Linked DNA regions of Sus scrofa: region 2 is linked to region 1. A link is a contact called in public HiChIP or PLAC-seq data. All regions are on one chromosome and are shown on one strand. Each heading gives the region's core, a stretch centred on a gene start, on an enhancer-like site or on the middle of the called end of the contact. The rest is flanking DNA. Distances are from core to core; before and after follow the strand shown.

The links. HiChIP or PLAC-seq counts read pairs in DNA pulled down with a chosen protein or histone mark.
Region 2: a contact with region 1 is called in an H3K27ac HiChIP or PLAC-seq map of alveolar macrophages. The contact joins the promoter of PAFAH1B2 here to the promoter of APOC3 in region 1. A contact is called at or near these places in 1 of 5 promoter capture datasets (fetal liver) and 1 of 2 datasets of contacts at active chromatin or transcription factors (alveolar macrophages).

The regions. Positions count from the first base shown.
Region 1 is chr9:44,207,622-44,215,186 of Sscrofa11.1, forward strand. It overlaps APOC3 (apolipoprotein C3), which reads left to right and starts at 4,281. Exons shown (of 3, transcript NM_001002801.1): 1 at 4,281-4,335; 2 at 4,491-4,614; 3 at 5,638-5,749. The coding sequence starts at 4,281. The coding sequence ends at 5,749. It overlaps LOC106504887 (a long non-coding RNA gene), which reads left to right. Exons shown (of 3, transcript XR_001298831.2): 3 at 1,910-2,020.
Region 2 is chr9:44,509,798-44,517,362 of Sscrofa11.1, forward strand. It overlaps PAFAH1B2 (platelet-activating factor acetylhydrolase IB subunit beta), which reads left to right and starts at 3,317. Exons shown (of 6, transcript XM_021062879.1): 1 at 3,317-3,791.

The DNA.
Region 1 (7,565 bases), core at 3,031-5,530:
GGCCTAGCCAGGGATGGGCAGTCACATGGACACATGTCCCCATATATGCACCACACTGGCCATTGTCCCAGGGCAGAACTAAAGGGGAGAGGCCCTTGTTATAAGAGGAAAGTTCTGGGTGAGACCCTAAGAGCAACTTCCAGCACAGAGGGCCTTGATGAACCAGGGCCTCCGGCCGGCAGTGATCTTGGAAAGACAGCCCTGTGTGATGGCTTGAATGAGATTTTAATTCTCTGCCCAGGAACTGAACCTGGGCAGTCTGGGTGAAAACCAGGAACCCCAGCCACTAGACCAGCTAGAGGCTAGAAGCAAAATTGCCCTGATTCTTGCCCCCTGTTGAAAGCGAGAATGTTTCAAGGAGCCAAAGACTGTGAAAACAGGTATAAAGTTTATTATTAGAAGCATAGCACCACATGTGGGAGAGCACATGGAGAAGCCAGTTTGTTTATTTAAGGCAGAAGCAAAGCCGTGATCCACACCCGAAAGAGGAGTGCGGGTGCGGGCCACCCCCTGAATGAGGAGTGCGCCAAAGAGGTGATTTAACTCACTTACATGGCACAGTTCTTCTGGGTCTTTGTTTTCCTTTGGCCAATTATCCTGTTTTATTTCTTACACCTGACCAAACCAAGGGCCTCCCCAATATGCGCGCACATTTTTGGCAAAGATGGATTCCAGAGCAAAGTGTTCTGGGACGGTATCAGGACGTACAATGGCCTGGCACCCCAGGAGTCTTTCTGCGCATGTGTGACTGCGGAGGTCTCCTTGACCCCAGGAGTGATTGAAGTGGTCACATCTTCTCTTTCTACTCTCCCAGCAGAGCTCCTGCCATTAACGTTCTCCTTGATGCGTCAAAAAGAGGAAAGGCCCCATTTCCTCAACCTAACAAGTCCCAGCTGTTCTCAGCCCGGGGGCCCATCTACCTCCTCCCTCAGCAGGGCTGAGTCAGGGCTGCCCCGTCTGGCCCAGCAGGGGCACGGATCCCAGAAGCCCAGACACTAAAGCCTCCCTTGAACCCAAGTGGAAGCAGAGTCGGCCCAACCCCAGAGGACCATTTCTGGCCCCAGCAGGAGGCCTTCTCCGCCTCCCCACCCACCACCAGTTATGGCCTGTAGGCCAAGCCTGGAGCCACGCTGCTTGGTCCAAGGGAGCCGTGGTGGGAGGTGGGGCGAGAAGGGAGGGCAAAGCAGCTAGGGCTGCCGCCGAGAAGACCCTTACTGGGACAGGCTTGCTGAGACCCCGCTGGAGCTGTGGGAGAGGTACTGGGACACGAAGGCACCAAGCCCTTCGAAAGAGAAAAGGTCCCAGGCCCACACGCCTGTGGTCTCTCTGCAGCGCAGCCTCACACCTGGGCTCCGGCTGCATCTCCTGACCTCCTCGGCTTCAGCGGCTCTCTGCCATGCAGAAGCGAGGGGATGGCTTCCTTCAGACCCTCCACACATGTGGGAAGGGAGTTGGAGGAACCAGGGCCAAGGGGTCCAGCCAGCCCATTCCAGCAGGCCCCTGCCCAGCCTGGAGTCTGGATTCTTGCTGTGGCCCTCACCTCTGGGGCCCAGGAACAGGCTAGTAGAGAAGATGGAAGTGGACACAGTTGCCTTGGACTTTCCCCAAAGGTCAAATCCTCAGTGACCTCCTAATTTTCTTCCCCACCCCATCACCGAAATCTGTGCTCAGGAAGAGATCTGAAACCAATGGACTCTGAGATATGAGTAACTGACAAATCCCCAAGGATTTCATCTGTCCAGGTTCTTGCGTACCAGCGTGGGTATTTGAAGACCTGGATTCTGGTTCCCAGCCCTATCACTGATGGGCTATGGGCTCTTGGGCATGTCTCTGGCCCTGCGTTAGCTTTCTTAGATGTAATGTGGGGTGAACAATGTCTATTTTACAGGAATCTATTTGCTTTGAACAGATCACAAGGTCTAAGTCAAAGGAATGAATCTCTATGGAGAAATTTCAAGTCTCAGTCACAGATAAAGACATCTGATGAAAAGGCTTCTGATGTCACACTCTGGGTTTAGTTGCTTCCTTCTGAGACGATGGCTGCCTGCCAAAAGCTTTCAGCATTGGAGGCTCCTGCTGCCTTCAGACTGTGCTGTCTAGGGAAGGACCAGGTGTGTGTGAGAAAGGAGAAACTTCTCGAGCCCCTTCCATGGACAAGCTGCTTTGTACATATCGCATCTGCATTTCACCATGATTCAGCATGTGGGTATTCTGTTCCCATTTTACAGAGGAGAATATTGAGACACTCAGCTGTTAGATCTCTGGCGCTGGGTCATTGGAGTAAATGCCAAAGGTATCATTTCAGTGTAAAATTTGGAGTTCCCTTCGTGGCTCAGTGGTTAACAAAACCGACTAGAATCCACAAGGATGCAAGTTCAATCCTTGACCTTACTCAGTGGGTTAAGGATCCGGCGTTGCCGTGAGCTGTGGTGTAGGTCACAGACATGGCTTTAATCTTGCGTTGCTGTGATTGTGGCATAGGCCGGCAGCTACAGCTCCGATTGGACCCCTAGCCTGGGAATCTCCATATGACTCAGGTGCAGCCCTAAAAAGCAAAAATAAACAAACAAACAAAGAGACGAACATAAAATTTCCTGGTTCTGAAGTCTTAGCATCCAGAAGAAAAAGCCATCCAGGCTACAGCTCCCAATGTGGACCCAGGGGACACCACACCCTGAGAAGGGCCAAGGCCTCTCCTGGACAGCCGACTGCCCCATAGAGCTCATGGGCCCCCTCTCCTCACTGGAATGGCCTCAGCAACAGCCCTGGTTCCTTCCAGTAGCCTCCCCAGCCAGGGGACTGTGTCGGCAGCTATTTCCGAGCTGAGGCCCGAGGGGAGAGGCACTCAGCCCTGGGAATCGATCCTGGTTGCCCCAGTTTGGGGAGGGCCTCGGCCCTGCGTCCGGATCCTGTCCAGGGGAGTGTTATCAGTGAGTCCAGAGGGCAAGGTGAGGAGGAGGGGGGCGGAAGGACAAAGGCCTGGGACTCAGAGCGGCCTTTGACCTGCTCCCACCACCTCCTGCTTTGGGATCAGCTCAGAGAGTTATTTGGGTGAGCTGCACCCAGAGATGGAGATGCTGGGGAGGGGGCCGTGTGCGCCTGCCGTGGCACCCCTCTCCCACAAGCCTCTGCCCCTAGATCATCTGCGACTTCGCCCTAGACACCTCATCCCAAGCCACTGTGTTGTTCCCAAGTCCAAAGAAGCCAATCACGCTCTCACCCCTTCTTCTAGGCTGCTAACAGGGCTTGGGGTTGGGTGGGAAGGGCCTGGCACCCACGTGGGAAGGGCTGAGGTGGTCCCAGAAGCCCCTGGCTTGTCCCCCAATCCCTGGGGAGCCAGGCTGCCCAGAAGGAATGGGGTCTCTCCAGGCCCACCCACCCCCAAGCCCTGAGCCCGCTAGGCTGCAGCATTGACAGGAGAGCAGCATGGGCACCTGCAGCTTTCTAGAGATTTCCCAACACCCAGCAGACCTGGCTGCCTCTGGTTACCCTGCCTCAGGCCTTGACCTAGATTGATCAGCAGGTGACCTTTGCCCAGCTCACTGGGCCCTCACTGCCTGCTGCCCTGGGGACAATATAAAGCAGGTCAGAACCTGCTTGTCTGTCTACTCAGTTCATCCCAAGAAGCAGCTGCTCCAGGTAACGGCCCCTGGGAGTAGGGGGGGAGGCGAGGGGGAGTAGGTTGGAGAGGGGCAGGCTGGGGTCGCTGCCCCGCCCAGCAGCGAAGCCTGGAGAAGGGCTTGCTAGAAGCAAGGAAGCCTCACCGCTTGGTGAGTGTTCCCTACAAAGGCATCTAGGGAAACGGAGGCCCGTGGGGAAGGTCACCTGCCCAAATCCGTAGAGCGCGGTAGCTGAGCTGGGGCTGGAACTGGCTCCGTTTCCTGTGCATTCTGCCTGTTTAGGACTGAAAGAAGCCGTAGACACCCCCGTCCCACCCCAGGCAGAAAAACTGAGGCCTAGAGGAGGCAGAAAGCCACCCAAGGTCACGTGGCATGTTAGTGGCAGAAACCCAGCCTGAAACCAGCCGTCTTGATTCCTGGTCTGGTGGGTTTTCTGCTCCATGCCACCCTTCGTCTCCGGCCTGGGTCCTTGCAAATCCCCCATCTGAAAGCCCTTCGCTTCACCCACATTAGTTCGGGAACAGGCCCTTTCTCTTCCTGGCCTGATCCAGCTCAGGTCCCACCTTAGGGGCCACTGGGCCTCCCCAGGGAGGGCCCAGAGGTGGTGGGGGGACTTGGGGCACCCCTCACAGGAGCCTTCCCCGCAGGAACAAAGGCGCCATGCAGCCCCGGGTCCTTCTTGTCGCTGGTCTCCTGGTGCTCCTGGCCTGTGCCCGTAAGCAGCTGGTGGGGTCAGGGCTGGGGGCGGCGAGGGGGCAGCTGTCTGTCTGCAGGACCCTTGGGAGGTGGCTTGGGGATGCCGGGCCCTGGCGGGTCCCCAGGGGTCCCCTAGAGGCTGATCTGCCCCACTCTGCCCCCTTGTCCTCACAGAGGCTATCGAGGCCGAGGACACCTCCCTTCTGGACAAAATGCAGGACTATGTGAAGCAGGCCACCAGGACTGCCCAGGACGCGCTAACCAGCGTGAAGGAGTCCGAGGTGGCCCAGCAGGCCAGGTAGGCCCTTCCTCCCCTGCCCTTGACTCGGGGGAGCCTGGGCGGCGGGCGGGGGCTCCCGCCTGCCCACCCAGGACCTGTGCCTCTCTGAGCCTCCGTTCTGTCTGTAAACAGGCTCCCTCACAGGGAGGGATGGCGGAGGGGGGCCTTTATCTCCTCTTCCCCCTCTGTCTCCCTCCTTTCTCCCTCTGCGCCCCGCCTGGCTCTGAGGACGGCCACTCAGCCCGCACTTCGTTTCCTTTTCTGATTGTCCGGCTGGAGCTCTGGCTTGGGGGACCCACAGGACCCAGTTTCAGCCGTGTCGGGGGGGTGGGGTGTGGGTGGGTGTGTGTGTCTGCGTCTGCGTCTACCTGTTCCAAGCCCTGGGCCCATGTGAGCAGATTCGGCCCTTCCCGTCCCACCCCTCGCCGCCAGCCTGCGAGCCCCCTCCTCTCCCCAAGCCCCGTCCCACCTCCACACCACCCGCCTTGGCCGGCGCTTCCATGGCAGAGGCATCCACAGCGGTTCTCAGTCCCCAGAAGCAGCTGTGCAACGAGGACTGGGTATTACTCCCCCCATTTTGCAGATGAGAAATCCAAGGCTCACGTAACCAAGTGACCTGCCCCAGCTCCTGCAGCTAATCCATCCTCTGATATCTTCCCCAAAAAGAGACTGCTTCTCTCTGCCTCACTCCCCTCGGAGCCACCAGGATGTACAACCCTAGGGGGCGTCCTGTACCTAGACTAGAATGACAGTCCTGCCCTTACACGTCTCCCCACCAATCACTCCTGTCCCGCTTGCCCCAGACCTGTGGTGGCACAAAGGTCTGCCTCCACCTGGAAAAACAACGGGTTACACTTGCTGGTGGTCCCATCACCACTTTTGGCCTCTCGTCCTGGGTGGCCGCTGTAGGGGGTTCCTGCCTGAGGCCTCCGGGTGTTGATGAGAGCGTAAGGGGAGAGGCAGTGGGGATATGATAGGCACTGCCCAGGGACCAGCTCTCACCCCACCCTTTGTGCTCCGCTCACTGATTTGACCCCCCAGGGGCTGGGTAACCGACAGTATCAGCTCTCTGAAGGACTACTGGAGCACGTTCAAGGGCAAGTTCACCGACTTCTGGGATTATACCCCCAAGCCCGAACCGTCTTCCTCCTGAGATCTTGATATCGCCATCTGTCTGCCCAGCCTTCCTGCCAACAGCCTGGGTCCTGCAGCCTCCCAGGACTGTCCCCAAAATTCCCTTGAAAGGGACAACAGCCTCGATGCCCTCCCATCCCACCCCAGACCTGGCCTTCCAATAAAGCTGGATGAGAAACTGCCATAAGTGGCGTGTCCCACATGTGTTATGTATGTTGGTGTGGGAACGGGCGGGCTCCGGGCTGACTCCAACTCAGAGAGGCCTGGGGCTGGTGCTTGAGCCAGCTCTCAGCAGCTGGCTGCAGTCTGGGCCCGAGTGACTTCATCTGCAAGGGGGAAATGACCCTATCTACCCTGCCAGCCTCAAGAGGTTTGCGTGGAGGAGCAAAGGGGCTAAGAGGTTTGGCAAGACTTTGATAAAACTGTCAAAGGCTGGGCAACAGGACTCGAGTGTGTGCCCCATGCCAGGCACCACACCTGGCATTTTTATCTCATCATCAAAATTGAGACTGTATGTGCACATCAAAATTCTGCAGCTGACTACCTGGGCCGCCCGAGGGAAGGAGGCTGATGCGGGAGTGCTTGAAGTAAGATACCACCGGGCTCTGGTCTTGGCTCCATCACTTCATATCAGCCTCAGTTCTTTGTCTGTAAAATGGGCCTAATAATACACACACCACCGTCAGTTTTTTGAGGATGAAGGAAATGAGTCCGTGCACAGCACCTGGCACATCAAAGGCACCTGGTAAACGGCTGCCATTGTCACTATAGGCTGAGCTGATTGTCCCTTAGGGTTCAGGATTGGAGGGGGAGGGCAGTGTCCTGGGAACTAAGAGGGAACCCAATGTCACCAACACAGGCTGCATTCCTTGTGTCCTCACCACGCAACAGATGTTCACATCAGAGAGTTCCAGAACCACAGACTACTTGAGCAGCCCCCCACCCTTCCAATGTGAAGACCAAGGCTCAGAAAGGTGAAGCCACTTGTTCAATGTCACTGAGTCAGCAATGGCAGAACTGGACCTCAAGCCCAGACAGCTGCCCATGTTCTGCTCAGCTGACAGGAAAAGCCTTTAGTTACTCCCATGCCGAGTGTCAGAGGGCCCCTTGATAGATCTTGGTGGCATCAGGACCTCCAGCCCCACTGAGAGACATCTGCTTTTCTCTGGAAATTGACCTGGGCTTCTCTTCGGGGCCCACTTGTCCAGAGATTCCTGCACCCTCACCTGGGAAATGTTCTCACCCAAACCTGGGCTTGACACCTAGTGTAGCTGAGGATGACGAGGAACTAAAAAGTCCACTCCTGGAGTTCCCGTCATGACTCCGACAAACCTGGCTGGTATCCATGAGGACGAAGATTTGATCCCTGGCCTCACTCAGTGGGTCAAGGATACGACGTTGCTGTGAGCTCTGGTGTAGGCCAGCAGCTATAGCTCTGATTGGACCCCTAGCCTGGGAACCTCCATATGCCGTGGGTGCAGCCCTAAAAAGACAAAAAAAAAAAAAAAAAAAAAAAAGAAGAAGAAGCCTGCTGCTTTATCCAAGTGCGGTCAAGTACACTGGATCTGTGGGAGCGGTAGATCCTCCAGCAGCAGAAGGGAAATGCTCTGAGCGGAGAGGGAGAGGGAGGCTCCATGGATGCACTGCCCAGAGCTTTGCAGATCTGTGAGGCCACACGCGTGCACACGGGGGTGAACATAGCTGAGCATGAAGAGGGCTGGCTGTGAACACTCAAGCCCATACGAACTTGACTGCCTAGCCACACACTTAAAAAAAAAAAATCATGGATGCCCAGGAGCAGATGGGTCTAAAATGGGCAACCAAGCCCATCCTGC
Region 2 (7,565 bases), core at 2,067-4,566, 300 kb after region 1:
GCCATGAGCTGTGGTGTAGGTTGCAGATGTGGTTCAGATCCCCTGTTGCTATGGCTGTGGTACCTCTGAATGGACCCCTAGCCTAGGAACCTTCATATGCCATGGGTGTGGCCCTAAAAAGCAAAAAAAAAAGGCTCAAGAGCCAATCTAAATAAGATCATTTTGGGACAACCTGGTTATCGATAAGCATAATAATTGCAGTGAATAAAACACATCAAATGTGCTTCAATCCGTGAGTTTGTAAAGCTATTAAACCGCATACACACACATTAAAAGAAAAAATAGAAGAATGTGACAAACAAATTTCAGTTGTGAAGAAAAAAAATATTGTTACAATATGTTCTTTACATTATTTCTAACAATGTCTTGGCCTGACCCTAAAGATCTTAAAATTGAGAAATAAAACATTTATTAACCATATGGCTACTGACTGAAAGAAACTGAGGCAAATGAAAATGTGTTAATTTGGAGTTCCCATCGTGGCTCAGTGACTAACAAAATCCGACTAGCATCCATGAGGATGCAGGTTCAATCCTTGGCCTTGCTCAGTGGGTTAAGGATCTGGTGTTGCTGTGAGCTGTGGTATAGGCCACAGATGTGGCTTGGATCCCGAGTTGCTGTGGCTGTGGTGTAGGCTGGCGGCTACAGCTCCGATTGACTCCTAGCCTGGGAACCTCCATATGCCGAGGGTGCAGCCCTAAAAGACAAAAAGACAAAAAGACAAGAAGACAAAAAAAAAAAAAAAAAAAAAGGGTTAATTTGTAAGGATGGGAGTTGAAACATTTCTTAACGTTGTTTTAACAATAAATAAAACTTTGAAACTCTTTCTGAAAATCATCCGACCTCGAGTTCTACCCACAGAAATTCCCTGAATTCACACTGCGTATATATTTTCAGTCCACATAGCTTCTCTTCCCTCATTTCATGTCTGAAATGCCAAGGCCCCAGAAATCTCCCAGTTTAATTACTGTACGTGATGAAATGCCAAGAAGTCTCCAAAATTTCAGGCCACTTGGGTAGTATTTTGACATATCTCATTCTCAAACTCTAAGGTTCCCTTTTTTTTTTTTTTTTTTTTTAAGGGCCACACCCATGGCATACGGAGATTCCCAGGCTATGGGTCCAATGGAAGCTATAGCTGCTGGCCTGCACCAGAGCCACAGCATCTCGGAATCTGAGCCTTGTCTGCGACCTACACCACAGCTCACGGCAACACCAGATCCTTAACCCACTGAGCAAGACCAGGGATTGAACCTGCAACCTCATGGTTCTTAGTCGGATTCGTTAACCACTGAGCCACGAAGGGAACTCCTTAGGTTCACATTTGATCGTGTTTACACTACTCCAATCTGTCCAACAGACATTTTGTCAGGGTTTCTATATTTTCTCCCTTTGGGTTGGCATTCAGTCATGAGAGAAACCAGACTAAAGAATCTGGATGGAGTCATTAAGCCCATCATCATTAATGGAAAAACAACTTGACAGGCAAACTCTTCTGACAGCTTTCAGGAAATTTTTCTCATAGTCAGAAAACAGTTATTTTTACCTATCTCCAGCTGGGACTGCATGGAAAACACAAACTCTGAAAGGGGCCCAGGGGAAGGGGAGGTTGTGGATGGGAAGTGAGGAGGAGTAAGATAGCGTTGTGGGCCCCAGAACTATGTTCTTGTAGGGGAACTGACAGAACAGTGGAGGCCTGGAGTTAAAAGAAACTTAGCAATGACTGAGCCTACCCTTTTCGTCTTACAGACTAAGAAACAAAGGGTCAAAGAAGTAAAATGAGCAGTAGCCCCTCAGACAAGAACACAGGGCACCCTGGAGCCGAGTTTAGGGTCCTTTCCAATTTACCACTTGCATTTTTTTTTTTTTTTTTTTTTTTACAGCTGCACCTGTGGCACATGGAAGTTCCCATGCTAGGGATGGAATCCGAGCTGCAGCTGAGGCCTATGCCATGGCCACGGCAACACAGGATCTAAGCCAAATCTGTGACCTAGCCACAGCTTGTGGCAATGTCAGATCCTTAACCACTGAGCAAGACCAGGGATGGAACAAAGTCAGGTCCTTAACCCAAGGAACCACGATGGGAACTCCTACTACTTGCATTTTTTTTAAAATGAATTATTTAGAAAGCTAAAAGAGACGTAGTAGGAGACAACCCCTTATCAAATTTCAGGGTTCGGTGCCATTGAGATTTTGCCGAAACACTAAAAACTGCCTGAGTCATAGAGGTATTCAAATATTTGCAGAGGCTAGTTTAACCAGCTCTAGTGTTTCCTGGGCACATTTTCTTTCTGTTTCTTGGTTAAAAAGTTGAAAACAAGAAAGTAAAAGATAGTCCAAGGGATCAACAGAGGCATAAATTCATTCATTCCTTATTGAGAAGTATTTAATGCGTGGCTACTATGCATCAGGCACCATGCCTGGTGACGAGAATCCACAGAATAAGGTCTCTGCTCCCTCAGAGCTTATAGGATATCAGAGAAGACAGTGTAGTAAAGTTGTAATTACATTAAAATGTGTTGAGTGCTAAAACTAAGTTCAGGATTCTATGGATTTATCACTGGAGAATTCAAACTGTCTCTTTTGTTATCGATATAATTCTAGGCTGCTTTTTACACCATCATTTGAGTTCCCCAAACACAAATTCTTCTCAATAAAACATTTAAAGCAACATTTACCTACTGGTGTGTCACTTATCAAATGAACATCTGCAAGAGAATTCCGAGGTAAACTAGCGTTTTATAGAACAAATTATTCTGGATTATATATATGCCTGATAAATTTAGTACCATTTGACAGTACAAAGGATCTGAAAAATAATTTGATATATCTTGAAACTTCAGGCTTCCAGGTTTTCACGGTAATTCTCAACGGATTTTGTCTGCAAAACCAAACCCGCTGATTATTTTCAGAGCTTTGGAAGGCTCTTCCATTCCCCCACATGGGTCTGAATGAATCCTTAAAGGGCCAGCTCAGGGCGCTGCTCCACCAAATATTTTGCTAACCACAGCCTGCGTACATCTTTTGCCCCTTCTCTCTATTGTTAGATCCCGTATTTATACAGCATTTAGCATATCATCTTTTCAATATTGACTGTGTGTATATAAATATGTATTTCCCCCGAAATTGGATGGCTCTCTAAAGAAAACACTGTGACTCTCCATCCCCAATAGTATCACCGTAAGAGACGATCTCCCAAAATCCATACATGCATCATAGAAACAGAAGTTCCACCCATAAATGCAAAGGACTGCCTCATTAATCTTGGGACCCTATTTCCCTCCCCCGGCAGCAATCTGGTTTATTCCATGGGGTGGAGAAGGAAGCCAGGTTGGCGGGGTGGGAAGGGAATGGCGTCAGGGTGAGGTCACGCCACATTGTCCCGAAAGACATCTCCACATCGCGGTGACATGAACGCGGGATTGAGGCATACAGCCGGAAGAAAAAATTTAAAGGCAATTTGCGCAGGCTACATGCAAAACGAGGGCAGGATCGAGAACAAAGCGGGGAACCTCGCGGGGCCGTAGGCGGACACCTGGGCGCCCGAAGCGGGCACCCGCCGAGAGGGAAAGTGGGGAACCGGGAGCCAAGCCGAGGCCGGGGAGGATGGGGCGGGACTTCCGGAAGCCATTTGCCTGAGTGGCAGGGAAACCGGAAGTGGGGGTGCTGCTGCGGGTGCTGGGGCCCGAGGAGGGACGCGCCGGATTGGGGCCGCCGGGGCTAAGCGAGCGACAGACGCGCCACCCGCCGACGCCGCAGCCGCTTGGGGCCCGCACGGACCCTCTGCCTGAGTGAGTGCATCCCAGGGCGCGGGGATACGGTGGCTTAGAGGTGGGGGTTGGAAGGGGCTGCGATTTGTTATTGTGAGAGGCCCGCGACCTCCCCTCCCCCACCCCGAGGGGACCCCTCCCCCCCCGGCGCCACCCCCTCCCCCCGACCCTGGGGTAGGGCTCGCGCGCGCCTTCTCGACTGGCCTGGTGTCGGTTTCCCGGCCGCCGGCGCTACCTCCACCCCTCGAGGCCGCTTGCCGCCCCCTCGGAGCCTTTCCCCAGCGCCCCACCCCCAAACCTGCCGCCCGCACGGCCGCCCCGCCTCCCAGCCTCTCTGCCTCCTGGTTTCTTCCCGCGGTGGAGCACCGTGGCGGGGCGCGCCGCCCCGCCTGGCTCTGCCCGCCCCCCCGGAGTAGGCCGCCCTGCATCCCTTGCGCCCCTGGCGCGATGCTCGCTGCTGCCAGCCCCATTTCTGCCTCAGGTCTCGGCTGCTGCCTGCCCCTCCGTCCCTGAGGTTGAACCTCTGACCCTTCCTCAGACCCTTCTTCTGTTTGAGAGACTGTTAGCGAGGGCCAGTCGGGTTACCCTGTTGTCTTTTGACAGAGCGCTTTTTCCCACCCCTTTTGTTGAAATGTGCAACTCTCCAGAAACTTCACCGTTTCTTCTTCTAATATGTTCAAAAATCCGTGGGCTGTCACAACTCATTTCATAGAGGGCTGCCCCGTCCAGCACCTCGTTTTAGAGACGAGGCCCGCCTGGCCGCTGATTTGCCCAAGGTCAACCCACTAGTTAAACCTGCCAGTGAACAAGTTTTCTTAGGTGTTTTTTACCTGGTCCCTGTCCATTTGGCAGTTCAGGACCTTCTGACCTACAGGTTTGTGATGTACCGTTGCACGGTGACTCATTATTCTGCTTTCTGTAGCTCCCAGGCCAGCGTTGCTTTTCGTAATTTATATGCAAACCTTAAGAAAACCAAACACATGGAGCTTTGGCCTCTTTAGAGCTTACCCACGGAGAAGGAGAAGACTGCCTGGACCCCATCCCCACGCCCTCGCCCAGGGCCTCATTTTGTACAGCTTTAAAGGGGGTGGGGGAGAGGTAAAGGTGTAGAGAGAAGATTGTACCCCGAGATCATTTGAATATGCCTTTGCCTTAGATATGCCTTGTGTCTTTAGATTGTTCTCTTGGGCACATTGTTCTGATAGAAAGGTTGCCTCCTTGTGGGGGAGCAGGAGAGGAGGAAATTATTGTGCTTTAATGTATTGGCTTGGGCATTTGATAATAAATTATGGATGTGCTGGAACCCAGGGACCCATCCACCAGCCCACTGAGGCAGGGTATTCCGGACGAGGGCTGCGTTTGCTTTCAGAATAACCCTTCCACCTCCTGAAGCAACGTAAGAGTCTTAGGTCAGAGTGGAAACGTTCTGAATCTTTTAATTCTTAGTGAACTTCCCCCTCCATCCTTTCCCTCGTTAAACTGAAGAAACATCCAGCTCAGCTTGAGGATTTTATAATTCTTTGTTGTTATCGAGGATTTTTGATAAGACACACTACATACACCACACTGGTTGGTATAAGCATCTGAAAATTTTGGTCTTCTGTGGTCATAGTTCTAGTTAAGTTAGAAAAGACAGAAAATGCAGGAAAATTGGGAAATGCTGTGCAAGTTGCTTGCTCCTCATCTTCCCAGAAAATTCATTTAAATGGACAGTTAAAGCTTCCTTGAATAGCATCTCTTCTGTTAAATTAATTTTGGGGACCCTTATCTCCTTTCTGCTGGGCTTTTCTAACTGAACCTGCTGTTTGTGACCTCGAAGTTAATGACTTGCGGGGGGGTGGGGGGTTTACTCTGAATCAGTAAAGTGAGATGGGCATCAAATCCCTCCCTGTTGCTACTTTTTCTGTTGTCACGAATTACAATTTGAACATTCTGAATACGTGTGTGTGACAATATTGCTTTTTACCTGAGGCAGGAAACCCCCAAGATTTTTGTGACCTACCACAGGCTGTTCTCTGGATGCCTCCTGATTCATTCTTTTTTTTTTTTTTTTTTTTTTTTTTTTTTTTTTTTTGGTAAAAAGTACAACCAACACTGTAAACCAGCTATAATGGGAAAAAAAAATCATTAAAAAAAAAAAGTACAACCACTTATTTTATCTACCTCCCAAATTATTTGAATCCCCTAAATGCACGGTTCCCACCTTGGTTGTTAAAGAATAAATTGCTTTGGGGGGTGGGGGGATGTGTCTGCGCTGTGGGATGGAAATCCTGTGAAATCAAATTGTTATGACCATTATACAGCTACAGATGTGATAAATTCATTTGATAGTAAAAAAAGAAAGAAAGAATAAATTGCTTGGGCTTGCCCCTCAATTTTTCTTTACTCGATTTTTAAAAATGTTACCAAGCCATAGGCATAGGTTAGAACTGAAAGCCACTTTGTATTGTAAGATTTTGATTTGGTAAAATAACACAAAATCCAAGTGTCCGAAGGCACAGAGAAACAAATTTTTGCTCAGATACTTTGCACTTAGGAGGAAGGAGGATGACCTTGTATTCTAGTTAATGAAGAAAAAAAAAAAAGACAATCTAATTGGGAATATTGAACAAAATTCTGTCAGATTTACCTGCCTGGTAACTTCAGATAAGTGAAATTTTGTTCTTCAGTTTCCCTGTCCATATAGCTTTTTCATTGTGCTCATGAAATTTAGGACCAAGGTGAAAGTATTTTGCTCAGGGTATCAGAATGCCTTTAAACTTGGTTAATGGAATAGGAGATAGAAGTTAATTGACTTAGTGAATTAGAATTTATCATTGTCTCATATAGTCATTTCTATATAGAGCCTAATGCCCTTTGTTCAAGAGTAGTAGGTTTTGGAGGGTACTGTATCACTCTGAGTTCAAATCCCAGCTCAGAGTGATACACTATCCTCCATGGAGCATTTTCCTCAAATCTTGCTGAGCTTCAGTTTTATTTAAGTAGCAATGCTCCTATCCTAGGGTCTTATAAATATTAAGCTCTTAATAAATCTTAATTGCAATTATTATTTTATTCATTTGTTTACCTGTTGGAAGAATTCTAAAAATCTATGCCTATAAATTGACACATAGATCTAAAGAGATCTTATAGTTTATAAAGACCATTGATCTTGAAAGTAGAGTATGCACTGCCCTGGAATGCATAAAGTGAGCTATTGAAATACAGGGAAAAATTTTAGGACTTCTTTTTACCTCATTTTTTTTTTTAATGTAAAAAAGGAAGAAATAGGAGTTACTGTCGTGGCGCGGTGGAAACGAATCCGACTAGGAACCATGAGGTTGTGGATTTGATCCCTGGCCCTTCTCAGTAGGTTAAGGATCTGGCATTGTCATGAGCTGTGGTGTAGGTCACAGATGAAGCTTGGTTCTGGCGTTGGTGAGGCATAGGCCGGCATCTGTAGCTCTGTTAGATCCCTAGCCTGGGAACCTCCATATGCCATGGGTGTGGCCCTAAAAAGCAGAAAAAAAGGAAAAAACAAACTTTACTAATATTTAATGTACCAATTAACTGCAATTCACATTTTATTTATAAATATACACATATTGAGGAACATTTCAAAAAGATCCTTTAAAGCATATTTAAATCCCACACTAATCTGGACCACTGTACTCTTTGGCTTTAGGTCACTGTATGCTTTTTAAAATTTCTTTCATGGCCGCACCTGTTTTGGGGCCAGGGATTGAATCCAAGCTGCAGCTATGACCTTTGATCCATTGCACCTGGCCAGGGATTGAACCTGCATCTCTGCAGCAA